Linked DNA regions of Mus musculus: regions 1, 2 and 3 are each linked to region 4. The links are chromatin contacts, called in public promoter capture Hi-C maps. All regions are on one chromosome and are shown on one strand. Each heading gives the region's core, a stretch centred on a gene start, on an enhancer-like site or on the middle of the called end of the contact. The rest is flanking DNA. Distances are from core to core; before and after follow the strand shown. Region 1 has its middle 20 kb from the start of Tcf12. Region 2 overlaps Tcf12 (transcription factor 12). Region 3 overlaps Tcf12 (transcription factor 12). Region 4 holds the start of Mns1 (meiosis-specific nuclear structural protein 1).

Evidence for each region. Promoter capture Hi-C pulls out the DNA fragments that hold promoters and counts their contacts.
Region 1: a promoter capture Hi-C map of embryonic stem cells shows a contact between it and region 4, with 2.2 times the contacts expected there. The contact joins the enhancer-like site here to the promoter of Mns1 in region 4. A contact is called at or near these places in 10 of 39 promoter capture datasets (the C10 cell line, the HPC-7 cell line, cranial neural crest and 5 more) and 5 of 115 datasets of contacts at active chromatin or transcription factors (cardiomyocytes, double positive thymocytes, embryonic stem cells and 2 more).
Region 2: a contact with region 4 is called in a promoter capture Hi-C map of pre-B cells, with 2.6 times the contacts expected there. The contact joins the enhancer-like site here to the promoter of Mns1 in region 4. A contact is called at or near these places in 10 of 39 promoter capture datasets (the 3T3-L1 cell line, 3T3-L1-derived adipocytes, the C10 cell line and 6 more) and 1 of 115 datasets of contacts at active chromatin or transcription factors (double positive thymocytes).
Region 3: a contact with region 4 is called in a promoter capture Hi-C map of the HPC-7 cell line. The contact joins the enhancer-like site here to the promoter of Mns1 in region 4. A contact is called at or near these places in 3 of 39 promoter capture datasets (the C10 cell line, the HPC-7 cell line and macrophages), 2 of 115 datasets of contacts at active chromatin or transcription factors (the SCID.adh cell line and pancreatic cancer cells) and 2 of 9 other capture datasets (embryonic stem cells and macrophages).

Annotation. Positions count from the first base shown.
Region 1 is chr9:72,129,416-72,135,115 of GRCm38.p6, reverse strand. It overlaps the pseudogene Gm7863. Among named protein-coding and RNA genes, the nearest start is that of Tcf12, 20 kb to the right of the region's middle. Within about 2 kb of position 1,850, at least 339 of the 459 cell types and tissues checked have an H3K27ac peak or open chromatin away from gene starts, as enhancers often do. A contact at or near this core is called in the HPC-7 cell line, cardiomyocytes, double positive thymocytes and 5 more, where this site is marked.
Region 2 is chr9:71,949,530-71,954,807 of GRCm38.p6, reverse strand. The region is part of intron 5 of Tcf12 (transcription factor 12); the gene reads left to right. Among named protein-coding and RNA genes, the nearest start is that of Tcf12, 160 kb to the left of the region's middle. Within about 2 kb of position 3,362, at least 92 of the 459 cell types and tissues checked have an H3K27ac peak or open chromatin away from gene starts, as enhancers often do. A contact at or near this core is called in the HPC-7 cell line and pre-B cells, where this site is marked.
Region 3 is chr9:72,085,530-72,091,314 of GRCm38.p6, reverse strand. All of the region lies in intron 3 of Tcf12 (transcription factor 12), which reads left to right. Among named protein-coding and RNA genes, the nearest start is that of Tcf12, 23 kb to the left of the region's middle. Within about 2 kb of position 2,229, at least 58 of the 459 cell types and tissues checked have an H3K27ac peak or open chromatin away from gene starts, as enhancers often do. A contact at or near this core is called in the HPC-7 cell line and the SCID.adh cell line, where this site is marked.
Region 4 is chr9:72,435,205-72,440,866 of GRCm38.p6, reverse strand. Mns1 (meiosis-specific nuclear structural protein 1) reads right to left here and starts at 2,338. Exons shown (of 10, transcript NM_008613.3): 1 at 2,188-2,338; 2 at 1,406-1,627. The coding sequence starts at 2,190.

The DNA of each region.
Region 1 (5,700 bases), core at 601-3,100, 310 kb after region 4:
AGAAAGAAGTTTTTTGAGGACCCAGAAAATGTCTGTGAATTATTCCTATCCGTTCCCGGGCTACCACGGAATGTCTCAGAAGATGATAAAATCCTCACTTTTCAAAAAGCACCCTCCAGGCAGGACTTTTTCTGTTGCTGGCCATGTTGTTGCTAGCCTGATCTTTTCTACTAATGCAGAAGCTAAAACTTGTTTTACAAATGTGAATGCTTAGGTTTAAAACACCCGAAAGGGAGACTTCACTCTCCCTCATATCCTTTATCTTCTTTCCTACCCTACTAGATTCAGTCAGACATAAAAGGCAGAAAGCCCCTCTCCCTTCCCCCAGAGTCTTTAACCTCAGCTCAAGCTCAGGGTAGTTGGCTTTCTCTTCCCTGGGACCTCGTCTGTTCCAGAAGGTTCTTCACTTAGCCAGTACACAGGTTTCTGGAGCCTTGCCTATCATAGGTTACATAGGCAAACATGTCTGAAAACCTCTGTCACAGCTTAGCCTCAAGTGGGGAGCCCACCCACAGCACTGTTTTGTACCTAATGGTGCTCCGTAGCACTGAAGCAGAAATATTGTAGTCAGAGCATGTGGAAATGGCTAGGACATAGGCATGGGAGAGGGTCTGAGAGTACAATTAGCGTTGACTAGATTATATATATATTTTATTATTAGATATTTTCTTTATTTACATTTCAAATGTTATCCCTCTTCCTGGTCTCCCTCTGAAATCCCCCTCCCCTTATTCCCTCCTTTATTATAATTCTTATAAAAACCACACAGTACTTACTAGATAACTCTACCTATAGTTTCTATGTGTACATTAGATTGAACGGAGAAGATGAGACGATAGGCAGATGGTCAAGTGGCTTTCTCTCATAGAATTTTCCCTTTAGTGCCTTTCAACGGTATCATTTTCCCACACCCCCTAAAAACTAAACCTTCTATATTTTCAGTTGGTTCTTTTAGTTTATTTTTATAACACTCCTTGAGACAGGGAGAGTAGCAGGATAGTTTTATTTAACTTGCCAAGAAGCAAGACACAAAGAGATGATCTGACTTGGCCACCATCCCAGAGGGCATCTATGGCAGAGCCAGGATGGTCTTTTAGTCCTCGGGGCTCTTGGGCTTTTGTTCTGATGTCTCTGCATATAATTGTTTTGATAGCAATTTCTCTGCTTCTCTCTCACTAGCCTAATCACGTGTGTCAATCATATTCAAGAACATCAAGGGCCTAAGGGTCAGCCACAGTCTCAAGAGAAACAGAATCAAAAGGAGAAAATAAGGCATTTTCTTTTTCAAATGTGTTTGTCAGTCGTGGACTCATAATCTGACAGGGTATGCAGGAGGAAGTTGAGGACCTCCGCCCTAGGCTGTAGCTAGAATAGGCTCTATTAGGCTTTCTGTCTACAGCTTAAACCAAGTGAGCAAGAACCCTCAAGGGGATCAATGGGTTCTCCACCCAGCCCCTGAAGAACCAGGAAGGAAGTCCTCTTTTCCTTCCTCTTCATAGATTCACCCCTGTAGCGTCCCTGTACAGTCTCGGGATGTACAAGTGTGGTGGAGAGCACGTGCAAACCTCCTACCCTTGGCCATCTTGCTCCACTTCACTTTCACTTTACAGAGCTGAATCCTGGGGCCCAGGAGCGCTGCGCCCAGGAAAAGGCCACTGGACACAAGGCGACCTCCGTGCTCGGACCCCGGAGTGCGCGTGCGCGCGGGCCTCGAGCCGCGCCCGCGCGGGGAAGCCCCGGGGCTAATCTCCTGCCACTCATCCTTGGGGACGCTGGCGCCCGGGCCACAGCGCCTGGAGCCTCGCGCCGGGGCCCAGCTGGGCCGCACGCGGAAGGACAAATAGTCCCGACGGCTGCTGCTCCGCGCGCCCCTCCGAGACCGCGCTCGCCCCGCCCGAGCAGCCCGGCCTCGGCCTCGGGCGGCGGGAAGTGGGCGGCCGCTCGACCCCCCGCTCCTCCCTCTGGGGCCTGGCGGGTGTACGAAGCTCCTCAGGGAAAAGTAATTGGATTCCGGGCTCAGCGCTGCCGGGAACGGCGGAAAGCCGCAGCTGAGGCTGCAGCGCGTGGGCGGAGGAGGGCGCGGCGGGGGAGGGAAGGGTGCAGACGCCGCTGGGCTCTCCCGCGCCCCGGCGACCTGGCCGGGGCAGGCTGCGGCGGAAAGCCGGCGGCCGCGGGGAAGGGCAAGCACGCTTGCCCCAGGGGCCCCCGAGTGCGACGTCCTCACGCCTTTCCCAGGCTCCACCTAGTCTGTGGAGCACACCTGGCTGATGACACCCGCCCAAAGAAACGTTTGGGAAAGCTGAAGTCTGTCAGCATCCCCCAGGGTTTCCCTCCAAGCTCTGATGTGCAGCTGAGGTGGAAGAAGAGCCTTTCTTTCATCCAGTATGCAAGTGGAGAATTCCTCTCCTTCACGAATGTCACAGGGAACACAGTAGGAAAGTACCTCAAGTCTTTCCTTTGGTGACAGACTCCCCCAAAGTTCCCTTTCCCCTGAGAAGATGGATCACAAGTGGGAGCCTTAAAGAGGGTTTATTGTTTTCTGCTTCTCCCCTCCTGAAATGGTAGGAAAGTTCCAGAACTTGTAAATGACTAACTTTGCAGCTCTTTTGTGGTATATGGGTTTTTTTTTTCTTTTTCTTTTTCTTTTAATTCCCTTTACTACATCTCACACAACTCACTAGGCTTTTATAGAGGAATTTCTCATGTACCAGGCTCTATTCTGCTTACCAGGGACATAACAGTGAATAAGCCCAAACGCTCTGGGCTCTTGGACTTTGTTACAGGCGATGAGACAGACACACCGTTGAGTGTCGTGTGATGTTAAGTGCTATGAAACAAACAATACTGCAGGGCAAAGGAGGCTACAGGTAGAAGACATGTGCAGTGTTAGCTTAGACGAGTTGATTTAGAGAGAGATTTCTGAGGAAGTGTGCTTACAGCAGGTCTGAATGAAAGAAATTAGACAAGCAAAACATACCTAGACAGGTAACTTCCCGGATTGAGGAAGGACAAATCCAAAGGCTCTGAAGCCCGGAAAAGTCGAGTGAACACTTAGCAAGTAGTGAGGAGGCCGACATGATCGCTGCTCTGAGCACCTACAGTTGGAAATGAGGGTAGAGGCTCAGGGCCATAGAGATCAATGGTATTAAGGGCCTCAGGTTGCTTTTAGATTTTGAAAATTTTTATGTATATAAGTGTTTTGCCTGAGCCGGGCAGTGGTGGTGCACACCTTTAATTCCAGCACTTGGGAGGCAGAGGCTGGCAGATTTCTGAGTTCTAGGCCAGCCTGGTCTACAGAGTGAGTTCCAGGACAGCCAGGGCTACACAGAGAAACCCTGTCTCGAAAAACCAAAAAAAAAAAAAAAAGTATTTTGCCTGAAGGCAATGTATATATGTACATGCAGAGGTCAGAAGAGAGTGTTGAAGCCCCTCAAACTCGAGTTATAGATAGTTGATTGAGTCACTATATAGGTCCTGGAAGCTGAACCTAGGTCCTCTGCAAAAGCAACGAGTACTCCCTACCCCGACCCCTGCTTTTAATGTGAAACTTTTGGAGAGTTTTATGCTCTGAGTTTCCAATCTCTCTCCTTCTCCATCAGACACTAGGATTGCCTTGGCTGGTCTGAAACTCTGCATATCAGGCTGGCCTTGAACTCACAGAGACCCCCCTGCTCCTGCCTCCTGAGCACCGGGATTAAGGTGTGTGCCCCCATGCCTAGCTGTTGTGGTTGTTTACCTCAACTTTAGTTCATCACCATTCTAACATATCCTACCTTCTCCGTGATTGCAACAGGTCAAAAACTAATCTTGCTGTCTTTGTAAAATTTATATAACTCCTTTCTCAATAATACCAGCTCGATCTATGCCACCCACACTAAAATGTTTGTCATTGTCAACGCACTATTTCTTCTTCCTTATTTTACCTGGCCTGTTGTTAGGACCTTTAGTGTATCACCAGAAGTACCTCATATCAAATTCCTTCGTGTATCTCCACTTCATGCTTTTTGCCTAAGACCTTGAACATTGCCAGCCAGGATCAGTTCAACCGTCTTTTTATGGTCTCTCCGACTCCCTTTTCTCTCTGTTCCAATGTAACTTGCCAGAATAATTGCTCACTTTTAGCACATCTCTTCATGCCCAGATAGCTTTATGGGTATATTTTCTCTTGCATTAAATTTAAACTCTGGTGACTGACTTTCAAGCTTGTCCTCCAGTCGGGGTTCTTTCTGTCTTTGACCCACTCTTCAGCCTGTCTCCTCAGTAGGTTAGATGTGCCCACCAAGTACCTTCCTGTTCATTTACTTCTTTGTATGTGTCTATGCATCTACCCTTACGTAACCTAGCATTTAACTCATTTGGATGTTATAAATGATGGAAATATAACTTAAATTTGCTTAGATAGGAAGAGGAATCTTATTGGCTTCTGATCCTACAGTGAAATACCCGAGACTGCCTAACCTAAGTGGTTCTCAACTTTCCTAATGCTGCAACCCTTTATAGATTCCTCCTGTTGTGGTGACCCCCAACCATACATTTTTTTTGTTGCTGCTTTGTAACTGTAATTTTGCTAGTGTTATGAATTGTAATGTAAATATCTGGTATGCAGGATATTTGATGTTTGAACTCTGTAAAAGGATTGTTTGACATCCCCCCCCCCCCCACACACACACAAAGGGTTATGACCCACAGGTTGAGAATCACTGGTCTAACTGCTTAAGAACAGAAGTTGTTGACCAGGCGTAGTGGCGCATGCCTTTAATCCCAGCACTCTGGAGGCAGAGGCAGGCGGATTTCTGAGTTCGAGGCCAGCCTGGTCTACAAAGTGAGGTCCAGGACAGCCAGGGCTATACAGAGAAACCCTGTCTCGAAAAACCAAAAAAACAGAAGTTGTTGAGTTTCAAGTCATGGCATCTGTGTCAGCTGAGTCCTGGTAAGGGCTCTCAGCTGTCAGTTCATCGCTATGACAACAGTGGAAATGTGGGCAAAAGCAAGTAGCCACATCTGGATGTAGGCAGCTGGAGAAAGGCTGGGTGGGGCCAGGCTCCTGCTTTTATAGGAAAACTTTCCAGAAATCTAACCAAGGTCCCATGAAAAACACGTAAATCTCTTTCAGGCAAGGGCATACTCTCTGTTGCCTTAAGAACCTCTCACTTGGTCTCACCTCCTAGTAAGTTCCATAGTACTTCCTGAAACACTACCCTGGGGCTGAGCGTTCCAACACACAGATTGTTAGGGAACATAGAAACCATAGCAGGAATTTATTGGCTCATATCACTGAAATGGTCAAGAGTGTTAGACATGGCTTGCGAAAGCATTCACATTATGTCACCAAGATTTAATTTCTTGAATTCTGACTCTTCACAGATGAGTATCCAGCAGTTCTAGATTGACAGCAGCCTTGAAACATCAGGATGTGTCTTCCTATCTCAGTCCCTGTTGCCTAGAGAATGACATGCTTAGATTGGTCTAAAGTGACTGGCAAACCTATTCTGGACATGTGAGTCTGTCAGGAGTGCACAAATGACACAAGATGATGTCACTTGAAATAACAGTAGCATAGTTATGAGAGAAATGTGGATATGTTTTTAGTAACAGCAGATAAACTGTATGTTCCCCTGATGTCTCATGTATATATTCCAAAAATAAATGCAGCAACAGTATTTTCGTTTTTCTTTTGTTAATTTTGTGATTATATTTATG
Region 2 (5,278 bases), core at 2,113-4,612, 490 kb after region 4:
AGCTGTTCATCAGCGCTAAGGAATGTAGAAGCTTTTGGGTGTTAATGAAATTTAGTGAAATGAAAGGCATAATGATTCATACCACATTTCTGGTTGTGGTGGTATACTCCTTTAACACCAGCCAGCACTTGGGAGGGAGAGAGAGGCAGATCTCTATGAGTTTGAGGCCAGCCTGGTCTACAGAGCTAGTTCTAAGCCAACCAAACTGTGAGACCCTGTCAAAATAAAACAAAGCTTAAAATGTCTGGAAGTACCCAGCAATTCCCTTTAAGTTCTTTTCCTAGACTTCACATTCTTTCTCTCCTGTAATTGACTTTTTTCCTTGTGACACTTATCATTTTTTTATAGTCAGTGGATTTTGTTGAAAAGTAATTCAGGCTTGATCCAGAGTTGCCCTGTTGATATGGTGCTCACGCACCTAACCTGCTTGCACAGGCTGTTCCCCAGCACCATGATCATGGGAAGAGTTGGGGGCCAGGCGATCAGAAGTTTGGCAGCCTAGTCTTCAAAAACCCTGTCAGAAAGAAAAGTAATTAAAACTTGAATAACGTTTCTTTGCTTACCACTGTTCTAAGCATTTTATATTCCAGTACGTTTTACCATTGCAAAAGCACAGTGAGGAAGCTGGGGTGTCCCCCCCCCCCAGTTTACAATAGCTGCACCTGAGGAATGGAGACGTTCCCATCATACAGAGTTGCTAGAGTTCCATCATACATCTGCTACAGAGTTGCAGTTTCAAGTGCTAGTTTACAGCACGTTTTTTTGAGCATTGTCTGTCTCATCAGGTTCTTTCTTTTCTTTCCCTTCTACCTACCTTCCTGTCCTTCAGAGATACTACACTCAGATTCTGCAGAACTGCAGTTATAGGAGGGTGTGCACCATTTTCCACATTTATTTGAATAGCCATTTATATAGCTTATTCTTCCTCTTTTTATATTTGGGCCAGGCTGGCCTCCAATGTGGGATCCTCCTAAACCTACTTGTCCAGTGTTGGAATTACAGACAGGTACTACCACACTGTGTGTGTGTGTGTGTGTGTGTGTGTGTGTGTGTGTGTATACAGGTAGCTGTGAGCCACCTCACATGGATGCATGGATATGGATTCTAGTCCTCTAGGAGATCTTCAAGTGCTCTTAACTACCAGTCAGTCTTTCCAGCCCTTTATCAAATTCCTTTATTTAACCATTTCAATTGGTATGTAAACTCTTATTTTGACAAATGTCTTATTACTCACAAATGAGCTTTAGGTTTTGACCCATTGAGAAATTGAGTTTTTACTCATTTTCAGTTTGCACAGTTTGTATGACAGTAAGTCCTATGCTCTGTGAAAACTGAATGTGACGTCTGTTATCCTCAGAGTACTTGTTCTGAAGCAGTACTGCTACTTAATGTTTAACAGACCATAAAAAGGATTTAATGTTTTATTCTGGGCACTCCCCATCTGTTTCAACAGAATGGCATGGTCCTCTTCTGATGGCTCTGTGTCTCTGTGTGTTTTCCTATGGTATGCAAAGTGTGCTCCTTTTCTACATTGTATACGTGTCAGTCAGGAAGCCAAGTGAGACAGTGCATTGCCATGTAGAGCTTTTCTTCCAATGCAGTGAAGTCTTGGTTGTTTCAGCTATTTTTTTAAAGCAATTTATTAGTGTGTGAACATGGCTGGTTCTGCAGAACTGTAGTTATAGGAGGGTGTGCACCATCATGTAGGTGCTAGAAACTGAGCCCAGGTCCTCTGCACGAGCAGCTGGTGCTCTTACTGTGAGCCATCTCTCTAGCCCCAGTGGTTTGCCATATCTAGTATACCATATTTGCAGATATCATAGGTAGGATGTGTAGAATAGCATGCTTTTGGTGCTCTGCTTACATGCTCCATTTTCATCACTGCTTATCATACAAGTTCCTGCATTTCTTAACAAGTTGTCCTCACCTTTTACTGAATGCAGTATGCAAATTTATATCACACAGAAAGTAAGCTGCCTGACTCATAGTGTTGTTTGTAGTTATCAAACTTTAGGGCCAATTAAATAGAATACATTACAGTTTGGACTTGAGGTTAAACTAAGCAAGAAGAGGAACTGAGACCTAAAAGAAGTTCAGTAACTTGCTCATGTGACACTACCAGGGCACAGCAGGCACTTGACCCTCACCACCCTGTTTATGACCAGATAGTAAGGGATGGTAGCAGCTCCATGGCGTTCTTTTTCTTCTCCCATTCTCACTGTCAGGAAACCTTGGTAATTAGTAATCATTCATTGTTCTCTAACTTACAGCATAATTCTTTTATGCTGTTTTGCTCCCATGTGGCTATATAACATAAATAGTCTTAGAATAGAACCTATCCCTGGCACTAAAATAAACGTCTAGAGTTCAAGACCATTGTTCTCTGAACAAATGGCATCTACCTTCTGATTCCGGGGTGCCAGAGAAACCAGACATCCATACTGACCTCGCCTGGTAAGATCATGGCCCAAATTAAAGAGCCAAATACAGAAAATTTGAGAAAGTTATTGAACAAGCAATGGTAACTTAATATTCTACTCATTTTATAATACAAGACATTTCTGAAAGGATCACTGATAATGATTTGATAGGAACAGAGTCAGTCTGTGAGAAGGAGGAGGAGGTTGTATAAATGTATAGTTACCAAGATTTGTTGATGCCAGAAGGAAACAAAGTGCCTAAAGTAACGGTGTTTGAGAATTTGCTCCTTTGTCAGCCTCTAGTCAAGTTTGTTGTTGATGGGCTGTTAGTTTACTTCTCTTGGCATTTGGGTTGTCAGCCTAGCCTTAAGAGCTTGGCCATCTTTCTAACTCCATATTTATTTATTTCCCCGTGGTTATGGGCAAGATGCTAGGGAACTTTAACTTACTAAATCATTTGTTACTTGAAAGCCACTAAATAAAATCCTTTAAGATATAAATATTATTTTATTATTTCAAAAAAATTAGACATTTATGACATTTTCTCTTGAAATGTAGCCAAATGACCATCTTAATCCACTATTCTGTTGGATGGCTATAAAAGTGAAACTATCTTTTCTACAAATTTAGTCATGTAGTTGAACAAGTGCAGAAACCTGAAGTGAGAAAGCACACGTAAGTTCTACTAAAGGGACAGTAGCCGTGCAACATGAGCAGTGGTTAATTGAGCACAGTGCTTTCTAAAACAGCTTAGAGATTGCAGATAGTTTTAACACAGAGAGTTAGGGCGATAGCTCCATTAGAGTGAGGGATGACAGCTTAAACACAGTGAAACAATTTAGAGAAGTGAAGCTTAAGTTTTGTGGCACATATAATGTGCACCTTTTTATGTTTTATACACGAGACATTGGAACTGTCTACTCACTTCCCCTTTCTGTGTGACTAAAGGCAAACTGTCTTTTATAAACTGCTGTCTCATCTACTTGGAGAAGAGAGAGCATGGATAATAGTTGGGTTGGGGTTGCTTGCATCTTGGATGACTTCATTTTGGACTTAAAAGTCACAAGAGGTCATGTCTAAGGAACTTTAAAATTAGCCCATCCTCGAGGTCCTGTGGAATTCTTGCCTAAGAAGCTGTTTGTAATCTATTGGCTGGTTAGAGTGGTAACAATACCTGGGGCTTTTAAAACACTGAGTTCTGCAGGGATTGTCTCTGTTTATCTGACTGCACACTTACTTGGCCTTTCCTTTGCTGAGGCCTCCTCTGTAGTAGCTGTGTGATGATTTGGTATGGAATGAACAAAAGGCGGGCGCAGAGAACCCAGCATCTGTGCTGTCGGCACTGAGTACATAAGCATCTTCAGTATAGCGGGCGATGTGCCTAGCACAGATGCTCATCAATAATGCTTAAAGCAAATTGTTGTGAAGAAATAGGCAAACATTTATTTAAAAGCCCTCTTTCTTTTTCGGGGGTGGGGGGATGCAAAAGCCTTTATTTACTTTAAGAAATATTTTTTATTTAATTTTTAAATTAGTCACTTTACATCCTGCTTACTGCCCCCCTCCTAGTCACCCCCTCCCACAATCCTTCCTCCATCCCCCTTCTATTCTGAGTTTTGCCCCCCCCCCCCAGAGGTATCTCCCCACCCCTGGCAATTCCAGTCTCTGGGAGGCTAAGTGCTTCCTCTCCCATTGAGCCAGAGAGGGCAGCCCAGCTAGAAGAACACATCCCAAATACAGGAATACACCCTCATTTTAAAAAAGAAACTGTTAGAATAAAAGCCCCCTTTTCTATAAGATTGAGCAAGTTGCTACCCAAATGAGGTCTATGATGGTAGATAGTGTTGACTTTAGGTCTTTCAGACAAGAATTTCCAAGTACTTTGTAAATGTTAATTAAACTGAGCAGGCCTGTGTGAGGTTCGTGTTACTGAAGTGATTTTCCTAGCAGAATGAACGAAGGCATTAATTGTACATGACTTGTATCTTGCCTAGTTAACTTAAAAGAGAGGCAAGAGTCAAGAGACTAATTTAATAATCAGATTTCCCAAGTCTCGGACCAGGTGTGTGGCTCTCTGATAGGAGTTGAATCCCTAGTACTGCCTAAAGAGTGTTCTGCTTTGTTTTGATCGTCTCAGGTCATGCTCAGTTATACCCAGTTGCATTGTACAGTTACTTGTTTTGTAAGGCAGCACCTGACATTTCTTCAGATGGTTAATAAGAGTCATAGTACATGGAATTGGCAATAGGTTTCATCCATAGGAGTAGAGGAGCAGCCTGTCCATCCACAAGTGTTAGGAAAACGACTTTTATACGTACCAAGGAGAAAGGAGTGCTTTGTGCAGAAGACTGTCATCAATTTAGATTTGTCTCCAAATGTTTGGATTTGACTGTCAGGATTTGTTTCTCTGAAAAGCAAATACAGGAAAAACTCACATGATTTATGCATTAAGATACTTTAAGTTTGAATACAATAATGTTGATAGAAGTAATTTTTAAATACTTATATATTTTTCTATGTTAATATCTAGGTTTATACCGGGTTTTGTGTGTTTGTATGTGTGTATCTTTGTGTGTTTATGTGTGTTTAAGTTTTAACTGCTTGTACGACATGCAATGATTTATGTAGTGGTGAATTGAAATTTGTGATTGCAAATTAGTACAACTTATAAAAATGTAGAGAAATCATAACTGGCTTTTACAATACAAACAAGGAAACTCTCTAGTTTATGTCTGTGCTCAGGAGTTGTTAATGGAATAGTTGCTATAGTTAGTAATTAATTGACTAGAAAATTTCAAGGATCCAGGAGTTGTAGAAATATAAGCTGAGCAGCCTAATATTGTTGTTGCTGGCTCTTT
Region 3 (5,785 bases), core at 980-3,479, 350 kb after region 4:
TCTTTGTTAGCATTTAAAGATTTCTGAAAATATTATATTTTGGCTTATTTTTTTGTTTTTGTTTTTGTTTTTTAACAGTAACTCAGTAGTGATTCTTTGTATATAGTCTTTTTTATATAAGGGATATTTTCTTCTTGTGGCTTCTAAAAGATTTCATAGTTTTCTGTAATTTGATTATGAGATTCTTATGTATATTTGATGGTTATACTTACACAGATCTTCCACTCCCACCCCCACCCCCCTGCCAAAACAGGGTTTCTCTGTATAGCCCTGACTGTTGTGGAACTTTCCCTGTAGATCAGGCTGGCCTCAAACCATCTACCACTGCCTTTGGAGTACTGGGGTGGGATAAAAGGCATGTGCCACCACTTGAGGGGTGTGTGTAGAGGCAGGGGGTGGCCTCTAGGTATCTTTAAATGCCCTTATTCCCTATCCTTTTTGCTAGGACAGTAAGGTTCTAATGTGGGAATTGTTTCTGAGGTAACAAAACCTTTTTTTTCCCCTCAATGTTTTGCCCTACAATTTTAAAAACATTATATCTTTTGTTTTTATTTATTTTGAGACAAGCTCTCTCTCACTGTCAAGGTGAATGCTATAGTTTGGATTTAAAAAGATTTGTTATTATTTATATGCATGTGCTTCAAAAACCCATGGCAGGCCTAAGCTAAGCTCTACATCCCCTGGACTGAAGCTTACGGTGTCTCTAGAACTCTGTCTACACTGCAGCTGCTTTGCTGCTGCTTTGTCCTGAGGTTGGGGTCAGAGGTGTGTCAGGTGCTGATATTTTCTTCTACCTTGTCCAATACAGAAACTTTATAACCTAGATAATGTTATTTTATTTTTCAAATCGCATTTTTTGGTCATTTTAAAAGCCCTCCCCATTTTTCCTTTGGCTTTTTTTTTTTTTTTTTTTTTTTAAGTGAGTGGTTTGCAGTAGTTTTCTAGTCTTTGTTTAGTAATCCCACCTTTTAATTTTATGCCAATTTTTATTTACAGGTTTTTTTTTTTTTTTTTTTTTTTTTTTTTGCTTATTTTTTGTCTTTTTGTTTTTTGGTCTTGCTAATGTACATAGCTAGCAAATTTTTATTTCCTTGCCTTTGGGTTTTTTTTCTAAATACTAAAACGAACAAACAAACAAATGCTTCATTGTAAAGTATAGCTTTAGACTGCTGGTGTACAATTTCAATCCTCTTTCCACCTACTTTTCTCTCTGTGAAAAGGAAAGCCAGAGCTGGGCGTGGTGGCGCACACCTTTGATCCCAGCACTCGGGAGGCAGAGGCAGGCGGATTTCTGAGTTCAAGGCCAGCCTGGTCTACAAAGTGAGTTCCAGGACAGCCAGGGTTATACAGAGAAACTCTGTCTCGAAAAACCAAAAAAAAAAAAACTTTATAATATCTCATGGCATTATTCTCTCCTAGTGTACCTGAGTCTGTGTCAGTTGGCCATTGTACTTTCCCTGCTCTTGGTCTAAAAAGAAAAATGCTATTAACCCAAAAGGCTATTAATTAAGCTTGAAGGACAGCCTGCTTTTATTGGAAGCTGCTTTGCAGGAAACTCTCTAATGGTATGTCTAAAGGCAAACCATTTTGAATCCCCAGAAATAGGGAAAGACAGAACTTTGGATTCTGGGTGTTGTGAATGTTACACTATTGAGTGTTTAGATTTTGTTCTTTGTTTAAGACTCTAGAGCTTTTTTCTGGCAGGAAATTCAGTCATTAGAGATCATTTGTATTCCTTCATGGTTGTTTTAAAGCATTTCTCAGGGTTAGGTAGTGGTTTTCAACCTGTGGGTCGAGATTCCCCTGGGGGTCATAACAACCCTTTCACCTGGGTCACCTAAGACCATTGGAAAACACAGTTATTTACATTATGATTCATAACAGTAGCAAAATTGCAGTTATGATGTCGCAATGAAAATACTTTTATGGTTGATGTTACCACAACATAAAGAACTGTGCTAAAGGGTCACAGTGTTAGGAAGGTTGAGAAACACAGTTCTAGGGTAACTTTGGTTCTTAGAATAATTTAGCCATATTAGTTACTTGGTGTAACTAACACTCTTGAGATTCTTTAGAGTGCTTTGGCTTTTCAACATTTATTGCACGTATATACTGCTTCAGACTTAAAATATCTCACAGTTCCTCTTTAGTTTTAGCCTGCTATTGTGGAGTGTCACCATATACTTGTAGGATTTGCCATTAGTAACACACATGTGGGTTAGCCTTGAAGATGTCTAGAGATAACTTCTCTAAATAGCTTCCCTTTCTCAACCAGTGCCCTAGGAATTGCAGCTGCTGTTGCCTCCCAGAACCCCATTCTGTTCTGTTTCCTTGGGTCAGAGACCACCTTGTGCATACTGATCTACAGATTATTTCCACACAGGAAATGAAAATGATGGTATTGTTTACATTGTTTCTCTTTTTATAGTTTTATAGTTTGTTTTCCAGTGTTGGAAAAGAGGCATTTGATAGGTGTTTTTCATTTTTCTAATTGCTTTTCAGGGGAAGGCTAATTTAGTGCCAATTACTGAAATTGGCTTAAATCAGAAATCTTCTTTTCTTGTTATTAGAAAGGTAAATTTGGCTGAAAAACTATATATGATAGTAAGAAAGGAATCATGATACTTGAATGTGGGCAGTACCAATGAGCCAGGACAGACACCTACTGTCTGGTTAGGTAGTACATTGCAGTGTAAGTTATGTTCTTGGGGGATCGTGGTGAGAGACTGCATAAACCATCAGGATCTGTAACGACACCATAACTCCCAAACACCAGAAAGGTTCTACCTTTCTTCCCACACTTTCAAGAACAGAAAGCCTAGAATATGAGAATTTCTTAACTTCATAGCAGTTTTTGCATAAGATTCAGTTTTAAACAAACAAAATATGAACAGATGGGATTCCTGAGCTGTCCTGATAAGTAAAAGTGATTACCAATGCCATAGTAAGTACTTGTGGTGTTTTGTGTGCATGCAGGGAGGTGAAGTCTTGTTTGCTCGGGTGCAGACTCCTTAGAGTGAGTGAGGCCTGAAGTGACAGCAGAGAACAGTTCTCAGGCCTCTGTTGTAGAACATCCCCAACTTCATCCTTGCTGTTGATTCACCCACCTTTGCTGTTATCAAAATTCTTCCCACAGAGAAACTGCAGCCTGTAAGAAACAGATGAAAGCCAAAGTCAGGTTACTTTTAACTGATTTTCTTTGTTTGATTCTCTTGAATCCAGTGAGGTTTTAAAAGAGAAAGAATATAATTTTATGATATCTGTTTCTTCTTTGTGACACAGGACAGGTCTCATGTATCTCAGGCTGGCTTCAGACTTGCTGTGTGGCTGAGTAAGACCTTGAACTTCTGATTCTCCTTTCTCAACTGCTAGGACTACAAGCCTGATTTAAGTAGTGCTAAAGCTCAAACCCAGAGTTTTCTGCTTAGTAAGACAGCACTCTAAGTTACATCCCTAACTCCAAGCTTAAGATTTCTACAAGAGATCATGTTATAGCACTCTGAAAAGGCAAAAAAACAATTGTTAACTTGGAGTAGTACGGCTGAAATCTCACATTTTATCCTTAGTCATTTTATTAAATTACTTTTAAGTTTTTCCTTAGGTTTTCAGGTGTTCTCAGCTACTTATCTCAATAGATGTTGCAGTAGCCTGTGCTCTAATGAAGTGCAATTTACATATATATATCTTAATATTGTTATGAATATGTATTATACAATTTAAATCTCAATAATTTAAATAGAAGTTTTACCAAAAATTATGATCCAGTTTTCTATTTATCACTAAAATGTAAATTTCTCTTTTATCTCTTTGTTTTATTTAGTAATTATTCAAAGCATAAAGAATACACAGGCATTCAGTAGGTTTATATTTTAATTTTATTATTATTATTATTTGGGTTTTCTAGACAGGGTTTCTTTGTGTACCCTGGCTGTCTTGGAACTCACTCTGTAGACCAGGCTGGCCTTGAACTCAGAAATCCGCCTGCCTCTGCCTCCCAAGTGCTGGGATTAAAGGCGGCACCAGCACCGCCCGGCTGGTTTATATTTTTGATTTATTTTTGGCTGTAAATGTTATATGTAAAACTCTGTATGATGTAAAAAAAAGGATTTGAAACTCATGCTTGAGTGAATTAAAAGTGCTTTAAAATAAATTATTTATTTTTATTTTATATATCTTGAGTGTTTTGCCTTCATGTGTGTATGTGTATCATGTGTATGCTTGAGTGTTTTGCCTTCATGTGTGTATGTGTATCACGTGTATGCTTGATGCCAGTGGGGCCCGGAAAAGGTTGTCATATCATCAGAACTGGAGTCACACACAGTTTTAAGCTGCCATGTGGGTGTTGGGAGCTTAACCTGGGTCCTCTAGGAACAGCCAGTGCCTTTAACCGCTTAGACATCTTTTCAGCCCTAAAAGTGCTGTATTTAGACAAGGATTTAATAATTTCTGTAGCATATTTACACATGGCATTTCTTAGTAAAGAAACCAAGATAAGAAACTATTGTATGAAAAAGTTTTCTAAAAGTTGAGTTACAGGCTTTATGTAACCAGTGTTCATTCTGCATGTTTTGTAATAGCAGGTTCTCTTCTAAGTGTTAGTGTGTAAAGGTGACAGGGACATGGTCCTTCTGTAGGATTACTTTTAGGAGATTTTATGTATCCTGGGTGGTGGTATAAAGTCCATTCAGTGGTGAATCATGATTAAAAAAGAAAAGAAAACAAAAAACCAGGAGGGTTTGAAAGCTATAACTTTAGTAGTTAAACTTAGCTGCTTTTAGTATTTTTTGTTTGTTTTTTGGTTTGGTGTTTGTTTGTTTGTTTTGTTTGTTTTGTTTTTTTTTGTGACTTGGTGTGAAAATGTTTGAGTTTGTACATCAGATTTCTAGTGGATTTGGTTATTTTGATAATGGTATTCACCATGGGTTAAACACTGGTCTGGATTTTCCCATATTAGATTATGCCTTGTTGTTGTTGTTTGTAGTCTTTGGAGTCATTGGCCTTTAATTTTTATTAGATAGCCTCTTTTAAAGAAAGTAGCTTAATTGGGAATGGAAGTAATCTATCTAATCTTCTAACCATACTGAGGAAAATATTTCAGAAACACACAAAAAAGTTTTGGATTATTATTTTGTTAATAACAATTAGTTCAAACCACTTGTATAAGAAGTACTTCCAGGTTTCTCATAGTTATGGTCCAGTGCAGATGTGGAGCTCAGATATCTTCCCATTTCTTTCTTCCACTGAAATTCTAGTAATTGTTCAGAATAGTAGTGTGAGTAGCGTGACTCAGGGAGGAAGTTGCATGGGCATTCCTAATGAAGTGGAAAGTGACTCCATTGTATGTGTTTAAATGGGTTGCAGTATCCCATGTACCATCTAGTGGTTTTTATAGGAGAATGCTCACAGTTTGTACATTGTGAGAACATTCCTTAAAGACAGGAAACATTTCTGAAGCAGATTTAATTTAGAATGATATGTCAAGGCCGGTTTTTTAAATTATACATTTGTTGTCTCAAAATAACTATTAATAACAAAAGATAATTCAACATTTATGTAACTTTTTACTTTAGCTTTTGTTTTCTAGGCACACTTGGGTCATAAAATGACTTTTCAGACTTTTAAGGAAGTCTTTGCTTTTATTTTAATAGAACTTGATTTTTAGATTTTATTGTTATATTTACTTTTAACTTAGAGACTTTGAATATATAGAAAACACACCTTGCTTTGCTATAGAATGTGGAATGGTATAAGTTGAATAGAGGTGAAAAGCAGTTTTCTTAAGAAA
Region 4 (5,662 bases), core at 1,089-3,588:
TGAGAACTGTACCTGGGTCCTCTGCAAAAGTAACAAGTGCTATTAACTGATGAGCCATTGCTCCCGCCCCATAAAGATATTTAAAAAAAAAAAAAGACATATTTTTAAAGAGAAAATAAAAAATCAAAGAGGACAAAACTTTAAAATAATCCCAACATATGCAGAAACAAGTTCATTAAAAAAGTCACTATTTCCTCCCCAGTATAAGATGAACTGCAATCTAATCAAGTCTTCCTGGCTAACTGCCTTTTGAGACTATGGGAAAGATAAAGGCACACACCAAAGAAACCAGACAGATATAAAACCACACGCATCTAGAAGATAACAGGCCTGATATCTTCATTAGGTTAAACACAGGAAGTTAATAAAGGATGCATCGATGAAGTTCATATTAACAAAACATTGGCCATAAAAACTATATACGCTGTATGAACCTTGCCTGGTCCTGATTAAAAGAAGCCAACGCTAAGGACAGATTTCAGCATAGTACAGAATTTTGCTTAGAGGCATCTATCATGAGAAGATGACATCAGAACAACACTCGAAAGAAAACATCCCCACTTCATCAGATAGACCAATGGTTGCTAGGCAGAGTTAGGGTATATGGGAGTTTCCTTAAAGACATAATAAGAATAAAAAGATGGGAGGCCAGGGTTTTCCTGTTCAGAATTAAAGGGTCAGGTCTATGCTACTGGAACTTAGGACAGAAGGAAGCCGACACACTTTTAAGCCTTTCTTTTGCTATTTCCAGATCCACCCTCAAAATCCTGGACATAACCGCACGCTAGTGCTCAAAACACAACAAAACAGGGGACGTTCTTTTCACACTTAGGAGAAAATTCACTTGTCTCACTTCCTGTCTGTTTCCTCTTCTACTGCAATCTCCTAAAAAATATTTAGAAATACTCATGATAGATTTAGCCAGCAGAGCAGGATGTAAACACACGCATTCAATAACTGAATTCTTCAAAAATTAAAAATATGAGTAAGTGTACATCTCACACATATGTCCATCTCCTACCACTTTAATAGTGTCTATGTTTAACGTCATGAATTTTTAGAAAGGAAGGAATTTCTTAAATTTCTTATTAGAAATGTAGAGAAGGCAACACGGTTGCACTCACATAAACAAAACTGTGATGTTAACAATTACGGATTTCATGCTTATGTTTAAAAACAAAAATGGATATTCTTGCCAAATGCTATTCTAAAGTCTTTCGATTTGCTCGTTGTTAAAAGCATGCAAACTGACCAACTGACACCACGTTCTTCAGCTAAAATAACCAGGACTCCAAAGGATTCAGTCAGTTCCCAGCTCTCTGTATTTCCTCAACTCCAGGCAGGGCTGACAGCCATCTTTCACCTTTTCCAAGGAAAGAAAACTAACAAGGACATTGCAACTTACTTTTTGGATGGCTTCTTCCATGTCGAGCTCAAACTGCTCATTCTGCAGCACTCTGAGGAACCTCTGGCGTTCCACCTTCTCGTCGTTTTCATTTTGCACCACTTGGTTCTTGGCTTGCCTCTCTAACTTATTCATGACTTGTATGTTCAATGATTTGCGGAATTTTTCATCTACTAACTTCTGATGCTTTTCACTAAAGCTCAAAGCTCTCTTTTTGGTCGCCTACAAGTGCGAGGGGGAAAGGGAAATACACAGAATTCAATATTCTTCTTTCAAAAAGATACTGCTGAAAATCCCTATAATAAACACTATAAAATAGGTAACAGTATAAAAGGTCTTTGGCTTTAATTCAGGATATACTAATTAATATTTAAATATGATAATGTAAACTTAACGGCGTACTGATTGAGTACTACTAATAGTCCCTGTTTTGTAGTGGAAGCAGGAAAAGTTAAATTAAAATTCAACAGCGTCAGTGAGTGCGATGCGGATGCTCTCCAGCTGCAGCTTTACCACCAGAGAGTTGCCTTTCCCCCCACCCACAACAGAGCAGATTTAAAGATGTATCTATTTCGATGAGAGGGGGAAAGGTGCAGAAATGCCTGGAGTGTTCCTGGAAAAAAAAAAAAAAAAAAACCCAGAACCTTCTAGTAAGCAAATCGAAGTTTCTCACTGACCTCTCGGATTACGCACTTCAAATTGTATTTCAGAGAGCTCAAGACTACAAATAAACAGTTTGAAAGTCCCTGACCGACCCTTCCCCCGGCCTCCGAGCTGCTTACCATCTCGGTTGGCTTTAAACCTCCTCCTCCGGCAGGATGGGTCTCTGCCTCAGTTGCAAACGCGTCTTCCGGAGCAGCAGCCACGGCAGCGGATACCTGTGCACGCTGGGTTAAGTTTAAGCTGTGTCCCGGCAACCGCCAAAAATGCACCGCCCGCCCAAGAGGGACGCGGCCTCCCATTGGCTGGCACAATATCCAATCAGCACGGAGAGTCTTCGTTGCCAGGCAGGAGCGCTCCTTCCATAGGACCAAGCCAAAAGCGCGAAGTTCGGACGCTTTGCCCTAGCGGGAGCCGTTTACATCCGAAGGGAGCTAATCTCTGCGGTCTGGAGCCCAGCTAAAGCCCCAAGGAACCCCAATAAGCTCGGACTTGTCACTGCAGTGGACTGAGGGATGGTGCCCCTCTACCATCCTCAGTCGGTAGCAAGTTGCCTAACGTGGGTGCTGGGCCCTCCAAAAGAGCAGCAGGGCCCCCTACCGAGCCATTGCTCCATCCCTGATACACTCATTTTAGAGATGAAATATTTTGAGAACTTAGAGACACGGACGAGACCTATTTACTTACCTGGAACAGAAGCCACTGGATCGCTAGCGGAGTGTGAGACTGGAGAGCACGTGAAAACGGAACGGAACAGGTGTGGATGCATACTTGCAATCCCAGTGCTCTCTAAGGCCAGGACCACGTGCCGAGGGATGGCACCACCCACTGTGGTCTAGACCCCCCCCCCCATATTCATTAGTAACAATAATGATAATAGTCACCGCACGCCTTTAATCCCAGCACTTGGCAGGCAGATTTCTGAGATCGAGGCCAGCCTGGTCTACAGAGCCAGGACAGCCAGGTCTATACAGAGAAACTCTGTCTCAAAAAAAACAAAAAACCAAAAATAAATCATATATGAAACTGACTGTGGGGCAAAGCATATAATGCAAAGCATTCTTGGACTTAGGATGCAGCTAACAATCCCTTGGAACTCTACTAAGAATGTGGTTTGTGTAACTTTAAATTTTAGCTAATACATTAAAACCAAAAATTGTGTCTTGTGGAATATCATGGAACATCCTGGTGCATTGTATAATATTTAAATCAGTAAACATCAAAATATTTCTTTAGGGTTAAACAATCTTTTCCTCTGTGTGGTTTTTTTTTGTAATGTACAGCATATTACCATCCTACACCCCCACCTGGCTGTGCACCCCTGTACTTCTGACTATATTTTGCTAACTGCAGTCTAGCCCTTCGCCATTTCCCCCTGCCCTAGCCCCTGTCATCACCAATCTGCTTACAGTTTCTGTGAAATCAACATTGTTAAAGACTCTACGTGTTTTCACAATCATACTTTATCTTTTTTTCTTAAGAACTTTTTGAGATTTAACTTTACGTAAATAAAGTGTCTATGCGCCATTATGTGCCTGATGCCCACAAAGACCAGAAGATGTTATCAGCTCCCCTAGAACTGGAGTTAGAAATTCCTGGAGGTAGGTTACTGGAGCTGTCATGTGGGTGCTGGTTCCCAAACTCCGGGTAATCTGCAGGAATAGGCGGCGCTCCAAACCGTTGAGCCATCTCCCCAGCCCCACTCTGGCAGAGCAATATCTGTAGCACCATTATTATTTCAGCTGATCTCTCCAGTTCCATCCACACTGTCAGAAATGGTAAGACTTTGTTTTTCCCTGTGGTTGAATCTTATTCTTCTGTCCATTTATTCACTGATGGACACAGGATATAACCAGGACTTGACTACTGTAAATGGAGCTGCAACTAACGTGTGCATTCAGAGGCCTTCCGCATGCGGATTCCATATCCTGTGGATATATAGATTACGGTGGGGGGGGAGGAGGCAGTAGTTCTATTTTAACTCTGGGGGACCTTAGTCTAGTATTCTATAATGGCCACACTTATTCACATTCCACCAACAGCATACATGTGTTCCCTTTTCTCAGTACTCCCAACAATGTTTTTTATTTTTAATATTTTTGAAAACTATTCTTGCTGGGGTGAAGTGATATCTACTCATTGCAGGTTTGGCTTTTGTGTCCTGGATCATTATTCATTAGTGATGTTGAAAGGGATACATTTTAACGGTGGCCTCTTTTATTGTTTGTTTTTCATTTTATTCATATTATCTTTTATTATTTATTGTTGTTAGAAGTGACTGCTTAGGCCCATTGCCATTTTTTGTTTTGTTTTGTTTTTCGAGACAGGGTTTCTCTGTATAGCTCTGGCTGTCCTGGAACTCACTTTGTAGACTAGGCTGGCCTCTAACTCAGAAATCCGCCTCCCTCTGCCTCCTGAGTGCTGGGATTAAAGGTGTGTGCCACCATGCCCAGCTCCATTGCCTATTTTTAAATCAGGTTTTGTATATATGCTATTGATTTTTGAAGTTCTGTATAATCCAAGTTTGGTCTCTGTTGCTGTGATAAAAACACTCTGACTAAAAGCAAGTTGAGGAAGTAAAGGAGTGTTTGGCTTACTGGTTATAGTCAGTCCTGTTGGAAAGCCAAGGCTGGAACTCACAGGGCAGAACTTGAGGCGGGGACTGAAGCAGTGACCAAGGAGGACCGCTACTGGCTGCCTTACTGACTTTTTCTCTATACCCCAGGCCCACCTACTAGGGATGGTCTACAGACAGGCCAATGTGATAGACACAACTCCTCAGTAGAGACTCCCTTATCCGAAGTGGCTCTAGTTTGTCCAAGGTGAAAAAAAAAAAAGACAAAAACAAACAAACAAAAAACCCAAAACAGACACACATCTAGTTCTCAACGTCTTGTCAGATGCGTAATTTGAACATTGTTCCCCCCAAAGGGCACTGTTTTACAGGCTATATCTATATTCTGATTCCGTTAATAAAGTGGTTCTTAGCCAATGGCTTGACCTCTAAGACCACTGGAAAACACAGATACTTACAATTCATCAGTAGCAAAATTACAGTTATGAAACAGCAACCAAAACTATTTTATGGTCGGGGGTCACCACAGCATGAGGAAGTGTATTCAAGGGCCCCAGCATCAGGAAGGTTGAGAATCGCCGCATTAGTTCTTCCTCTGCTGGCTGTTTGTCTGCTTTTGCTTTGGTTTCCTGTGTAAACGGGCGATCGTGTAGTATTTGCCCCTCCCCAACCAAAAGCCTTGCTCCTTCCCACATTTTAAAACATTTCTTAATTTTGTGTCTAGTACCATCTCGATTTCAGGCACATCTGGATCTCTAGCCCAGTTTCAGTTGATATTCAAGCTGGTGGGTGACTGCAGTCTAACCATGATCTTCTGCACATGGACTTCGGGTTTCCCGCAGCCCCTCCTGAAAAGACCGTCCTTCCCCCAGCGGGTGTTCAGGGTTCCCGGGTTGGACAGCAGGGGTCTGCAGATGGCGAATATACTTCTGGCTTTCTGTTCTGTCGCATTGGTCTGTAGGGCTGTGTCGAATGACAAGTCCACATTGTTCGATGAAACTGCTTTTTAGTACATTCTGAAA